Regions from separate parts of the Zea mays genome. Here region 2 is linked to region 1. The links are chromatin contacts, called in public Hi-C maps. All regions are on one chromosome and are shown on one strand. The core of a region is the stretch at or near the end of the contact, and the rest is flanking DNA. Distances in the headings are between cores, read along the strand shown.

Region 1 (3,546 bases), core at 364-2,863:
TGTCTGTGTGCCCAAATCAACGTACCGGACAGTGTCTCCCCTTCGCGGACGCCGCTGTACGCCCATTTGCACGCCAGGCCTATGCTCTCGGTCGCGTACCTGTTGCATCGCATCGACTGCTTATATACAAGATTCATCCAAACTAAAAGAGTTAACAACGTAGCGTTCCAGAACGAACTTGGTTGGGCAAGACGAGAGGTCTTGGCAGTCTGTCCAAGCCGATACATCGTCGGACCAGGTACCCTGCGAGAGAGCGAGCATGCACCGCGTAGTGCTTGCATTGAGGACATGTTTCTTTGCCTGGAGGAACCAAGGATATATCAGAATCAGATAGCCAGTCCCTTTCACTTGCCTTGGTGAGGTTGTGCTCGAGCTGCTTGCGGAAGGCGTCCATGTCCTTGCCGTAGAAGTCGGCGAGAGCCGTCTGTATGATCTCCCTGTCCCACACCTGGGGAGACACGCAGAAAATCCATCCATCGGACAGCGTTTACTCCAACAGCGCGGGGGTGATGGAATGGAATCGTGCGCAACGCAAGCAAAGCAAGATTTAGTTACGTGGTGGAGGTTGGATTTGTGCCGGAACCACCGCAGCTCTATGGAGTTGCCGCCTTGGTCGCTGGTGAACCCCACGTGCATTGGCTGCGATGCAAGGAAATCAGCCATCGCGTTCATGGCAACCGGCGGCAATTAATGTAGGAGATCAACTTGGCAATGTAGGAGATCACCTGATGAACATCTCCCATGAAGTGCGACAGGAACAGAAGGGCTTCAGTCAGGTTGTCTGCGTTGCAGCAACAAGACGGCGGCGGTTATTACAAAACGCGGACAAGCAAAGCCAAGCAGCATTGCCTCTCGCTTACATCTCCTGTCGGCGCTGCCGTGCCTGTAGTGCAGCAGCTGGGACGTGAAGTTGGCGATGGCGCCGGCGACGCACATGTCCTTGGCGCCGTCGGGGCCGTGGCAGTCCCCTGCTCACCAACGACGACACCATTCCATTGCATTGCATGTCACGTCACGTACAGTACGTAGCAGGAGATAGAGTGGATACGAGCGGATCCATCCCACCAACGGTCCGACGGATCCATCCCACCAACGGACATTGATCAACTTACTCGAGTAGTCGAAGCTGCAGGCCTCGTCAGGGGTGTCGATGAAGTGGAGCGGGCCCGTCCACATGTACCTGTACCAGTGCCTCACCTGGTCCGGCCACACGCACAGCGCCGACAGGTCGCCGCCGGCGTCGTCCGGGAGCAGGTTCCGCACGGCGTGCGCGGCGTCAGGCTCCAGCAGACCCTGCGAATTGAAGGCGTACGTGGAACATCATCAGCCATCCTCTCTACTCTCTAGCGGTCTAGCCTCTACGATCCGATTTGTTTTCACCTGCGCGATTTGGCATGTGAGCACGTGACCCTCTTTGCTCCACGGCCGAGCCGCCGGCAGCGCCGACGCGAGGACCACCAGCCCGAGCGCCGCGGATCGCAGGAGCGAGACGGCGGCCATCTGCGACTGGCGCGGCGTCGTCGCTCGTCGCGGCGCCAGCGGCTGATCGATGCTCGAGCGCGCGGGACTTGGCAGAGACGAGCGGGACTGGCGGCTGAATCACTGAATGCCGCCGCGGTGTTTGGGGACGGTGATATAGCCGGCGGAACGGAATGGAACGGGCGGTGAGGCGGCTTCTGGTCCTTTGCGTGCAAGCATCCTGTTTCTTCGTGCATCCGCGCCGTTCCGATTCCGAGCCATGCGGACATTGCTTTGCTTAGCTCCAATGATTCCCCCACACCACACTACTAGCTTGCTGACTGGCCGGCGCCTGGGACTCGTGTTTCGCCAAGAATAGACTAACCCTTGGATCGGTTGCGTCGTCTTCTTCAGCATCTGCTTCCACTGCTTGGCATCCCGGGATAAGCAACAGGGACGGGACGGGACGCCACGCCACCACGACTGATGCTGCAAGCGTTGCCATTGGTAGATTTGCTTCCAAGCTGGCAGTGGTAGTTGCAAGACCGTCAGTGGCTGGCCTTGCAAACGTGCACGCCCACGCAACGGATACTGGGCCGGGCCTAAGCAAAGCAATTGATCAAAATGGGCCTGTCCCTATGTTGGCTCATTTCAAACGGCAACCGAGCGAAGCGAAACGACCTAAGAGCAACTTCAATAGTTCTCTAAAAAATAGCTTGCTAAAATCATGTTTAGCAAGTTGCTAAATAGCTATTGGAAGTAAAAAAATAACTTAGTCTCCAATAGTTGCTTATATTTAGGAAGTAGTTCCATTTTGAATCCAGATTTAGCGGTTCTGCCCCTATGTGAGGGCGAAAGAGAAAAGGCCGGTCGATATGAACTACAGAGGAGTGGTGGTCCGGTGGCGCAACCTATGAGAAAGTTGGGTTCGACGATGAAAGAGAAACTTGTGTCATACGTGTTTGACCTAGCTATCTCATTATGCTGAAAAGTGAAAAAAGAGCGTGCTATACCTGTCTACCTCACCGTATGGGAAACAGAAAAATAATCACGCTAGTGTGAAGAAATTGACGTCAACTACATTTAGTGGGTGTTTGGTTTGTAGAGACTAATGTTTAGTCTCTACATTTTATTCCATTTTAGTTCTAAAATTACCAAATATAGAAACTAAAACTTTATTTTAGTTTCTATATTTAGCAATTTATAGACTAAAAAAGAATAAAATGAAGAGACTAAACGTTAGTCTCTAGAAACCAAACACCCCCTTAGGAAGTTCCTACCGAGTTGCTAAATGTAAAGAGTAAATAGAGTTGAATAGCAACTAAGTAAATTTAGCAAGTCTATTTAGAGAACCATTGGAGAAGTATTTTTCTGTTCACTTCTTAAATTTAAGATTTAGAGAGTTGTTTAGAGAACTATTAGAGTTGCTCTAAGGTTCTGACCGTCAACAATGATCTAGCTGTCTAGTTTGGCTAAGATTACTTATTAAATTCGAGCGACTAAGGGGGTGTTTGTTTGAGATTATAATCTAACCAGATTATATAATCTAACAACTTTTGAACTAAGAGTTAGTTCAAAAATTGTTGGATTATATAATCTAGGTGGATTATAATCCCAAACAAACACCCCCTTGCTTAGATGTTTAGATAGAGTGTAGCGTCTTAGGTACGAAACCAAATAGACTCTAGTTGAGTCGCGCGCTGCGGGCGGCCATGTAGAGAGAAAAATGAACTAATATCCTTAGAAAATGTAAATCCCTTAAAAAAATAGAATTCCCAAATTGGTCCTTTCCGTCAGTTCGAGTGGACCGACCTCGTTGATTTGTTATAGTCTGTGTATCGTTTTTCTTATAAAAAAAGCACGGATCCTAATGGCATGGTGACCGCGTTCCGCGTACGCACGCATGCCTTACGTTACGCCTGCGCGGCATCTTTACGGCCGGTGGAGAGGGTACGACGAGCGAGCGTAGCATCGCAGTGGCGTGAATGCCGTCCAGTGGCTGCAGCCGCAGCAAGGCCGCCCCTCCCCGGCCTCCTCGGTTGTTTCAACGGATTGAATGGAGAGAGACATCCGCAGGGAGAGTGAGGG
Region 2 (3,546 bases), core at 542-3,041, 370 kb after region 1:
GCACCCCACATTTCAGAGGACGAGCTGTTTGTCCAGGCAGTGAGAGTTGTCATGTGCGGCAAGAAGTATGGAAGTTAGGAACGAACGTCAATCAGTTCAGAAAATAGGAGTCCAAAATGGCTAAGTCAGCAGCCACTCATCAGTTTTGCTTCAAGATAAGGGGTTAGTTTGGGTTGCTATGGCTTGCAGCTTAAGTTAAGAGGGTTTGTTAAGATTAGATTCTGTTAGGAAAGTGTCCATATATATTGGGCATTGTATCCTCAAAAGAGATTAGGAATAGATCAATTTCACCCCTCCTATCTGTCTTGCCATCGCTGGCACCTAAACCTTGGCCAGGCGGTCCAGGTCCTCTTCCCTCAACCTCGCACAGCTACGCTCTTTGCCAGCCCCCGGTCTACCAAAACACCCCGACCACAATATGAACACTTTTAGAATATTATGGGTTAATTATCACGACAAAAAATTGGATGGACTCAGTATGATGGGAGCAAACTAGTACATATAAAGGAGGAACCAAATATACAACACAACTTTTCACAAACATCATCAACATGATCAGGGTTGTTTAGAAGCTTAGACCAGCAGGCAAAAGAAAAAAAAACTAATAGTACACATGCCACAAAAGCATCTTTATACACTCATTGCTCTATCAAAAGGAACAAAAGAGTGTCAACAGTCATGACCATTCAGCCATCTATGCCACTCGAATTTGAATAGCATTCAGTATGCACAAAATAAAATTAGTTTCATGTCAACAATCAGGAACAGCAATACTTTACCTTAATTCCTTAGTATTCTTGGACATTATACCATGAAAATCCTTACATCACCGAGCCCATCTGCATTGAATAAAAGAACAGTAACCATCAGCCCAGAATGCAATCCAGATCATCAGAACAAATCTTCCACCATGACACTACCTTGACTGGCGCCCCCGATCCACCTGTCTCTCCTTCCTCCCTGCAGCAACAAGGATGGCTCGCTCGCGTTCCTTCTCCTTGGCCTCTCTCTTCTTCCTCTCCTCCCTCAGCTCTTCGATGCTCTTCTTCCCTCCACTCCTCTTCACCCCGTTACCCTCCCTTGCATCTCTGCCCCTCCCCTCCTTGGCCGCTGCCGCTGCAGGGCTCGACATGTACCAGGGCACCGCCACGCCCTTCCCGGCAAGGCCGTAGCCCAGCCTGTACTTCTCCTCATCGGGCCCCACAACCCTCACCTCCTCTTCCTTCTTCTTCCGCTTCTTAGGGTTAGGGTCGGCATCAGGCTCCCGCTCCCGAGCCGCGCCCCTCCCACCACTGGCCGAGGCGAGCGCATCGAAATCAGTGGCGACGCCTGATCCACCTGAGAAGAGGTTGATGTGGTCTCCATCCGTTGCCGGGGAAGGAAGGGCGTCCGCCGGGGAAGGAAGGGCGTCCGCCGGATCAGCGGGGCCGGCGGGGTGAGATGGAGGAGCGGGGGGCGTCTCCGCCTGGACCAGGCCGCGGTTACGGCGTAGTGCAGCGAGGCGTAGATCCGACTCGCGGCGGCGTTCCGCCTCGCGCTGGAGCTGCTCCTCCCGGGCGGCGGCGGCCTCGTCTTTTTGCACCTTCTCACGGTTGTCGAAGTTATAGACGTTCCACCGCTTCTGCGGCAGGATGTTCAACCCGCCGTGCCCTCCCATGGCTGCCTGCTGGGGTCAGCGGGCGAGTTACTCGTCGCCGCCGGTGGCGGTGGGAGGCCGAGAGAGGAATAGGTCTGATCGGGAAATAACAGGTCTGATCGGGAAATAGCCTAGGTCTGGCAGGAGCCGGAGGATGCAGCGAGTCAGCGAGACAATTGATTTTTAGGGGCTCTTGCCTCTCGGGATTTTTAAAAAAAGGTTTTAGATGTATTTCATTATAAAATCGAGTATTTTAAAAAAATCATTATAATTGATGATAACTGATTGTTATCACTAGTCGATAAAAAATTGGCTCCTGCAACATTCACGCGCGTACTTTATATTAGTATTGTCTCTTTTATCGTATCGAGGGATTATCGACGGGTTACGCTCACACTATGAAACTATGTGAGAGAGTTATTGCACATGGTTTAAGAGAAATGATGCATATCACCATGAACCAATTTAGATTCATGCCGGAAAAGTCAACCACAGAAACAATTTTCTTAATAAGGCAAGTCATCGAGCGATATAAGAAACAGAAGGACTTGCACATAGTTTCTATCGACTTGGAAAATACATATGATAAAATACCTAGAAATCTCATGTGACGGGCATTGGATAAGCATAAAGTTCCAACAAAGTATGTTACGCTCATCAAGAACATATATGACAAGGTTGTGACTAGCGTCCGAACAACTGATGGTGATACAAATGTTTTCCTGATTAATACAGGACTAGATCAAGGTTCAGCTTTGAGCCCTAATCTATTTGCCTTAGTGATAGATGAGGTCACGAGGGATATACAAGGAGATATCCTTTCGTGTATGCTTTTTGCTGACGATATAGTTCTAGTAGATGAAAGTCGGGAAGGAGTAAATAGAAAGCTAGAGTTATGGTGTCAGACCCTAGAGTCAAAAAGGATTTAGAATTAGCAGGACCAAAACCGAATATATGAGATATAACTTTGGTACTACAATTAGTGAGGACGGAGATGTAAGTTTGGGAGGCCATATAGTACCAAAAAAGGACACCTTCCGTTATTTGAGATCAATGTTACAGAGAGATGATGATATTGATGAAGATGTTAGCCATATAATCAAAGCGGGGTAGATGAAATGGTGTCAAGCATCGGGAGTCCTATGCGACAAGAGAGTGCCATAGAAGTTGAAAGGCAAGTTCTACAGGACAGTGATTAGGCCTGCTATGTTATATGGGACTGAGTGTTGGCCTACTAAGAGACGACATATCCAACAACTAAGTGTTGCAAAGATGTGTATGTTGCGTTGGATTTGTGGGCACACGAGATTGGACCGAGTGAGAAACGATGACATGCGCGATCGGCTAGGAGTAGCGCCAATTGAAGAAAAGCTTATTCAACACCGGTTGGTATGGTTTGGGCATGTCCACCGGAGACCCCAGAGGCACCGGTGCATAGAGGCATCATAAGACGGGACAATAACATGAAGAGAGGTAGAGGTCCACCAAACTTAACATGGGAGGAGGCAATCAAAAGGGACTTGAAGGAATGGAATATCACATTGGAGTTGTGTTTGGATAGAAGTACTTGGAAAGAAGCTATCCATGTGCCCGAACCATGATTAGGCCTTTTTCCTTTTGCTCTCAAAAGCTTTTCCCCTCCCCTTTCTCTCTTTTTCTCCTTTTGGTGACGTCTTGTTGGGTTTCAACTTTAGCCTACCCCAACTTGCTTGGGACTAAAAGGCTATGTTGATGTTGATGTATCCTTTTATCCCATCTTGTTAAATGTGTTCCACACTTCCACATCGATCACATCAGGCCGGTGCGCCAGCTATGACAGCCACAAGGAGGTGAGCCCCCATCGGAGGGGTCGCCATCGACGTTGACCCATCGAAGAAGCTGGGCATAGAGTTGGGTGCTGTGGTGGTGCA

The links. A called contact is a pair of places that touch in the nucleus more often than the background predicts.
Region 2: a Hi-C map of leaf shows a contact between it and region 1, with 8 times the contacts expected there. The contact joins the promoter of LOC100276640 here to the promoter of LOC100272515 in region 1. A contact is called at or near these places in 3 of 25 Hi-C or Micro-C datasets (bundle sheath, leaf and tassel).

The regions. Positions count from the first base shown.
Region 1 is chr1:230,460,406-230,463,951 of Zm-B73-REFERENCE-NAM-5.0, forward strand. It overlaps LOC100272515, which reads right to left and starts at 1,614. Exons shown (of 9, transcript NM_001347905.1): 1 at 1,381-1,614; 2 at 1,113-1,293; 3 at 861-968; 4 at 726-781; 5 at 556-639; 6 at 353-448; 7 at 179-243; 8 at 26-99. The coding sequence starts at 1,500.
Region 2 is chr1:230,827,054-230,830,599 of Zm-B73-REFERENCE-NAM-5.0, forward strand. LOC100276640 reads right to left here and starts at 1,792. Exons shown (of 3, transcript NM_001150377.1): 1 at 921-1,792; 2 at 780-839. The coding sequence starts at 1,657. The coding sequence ends at 827.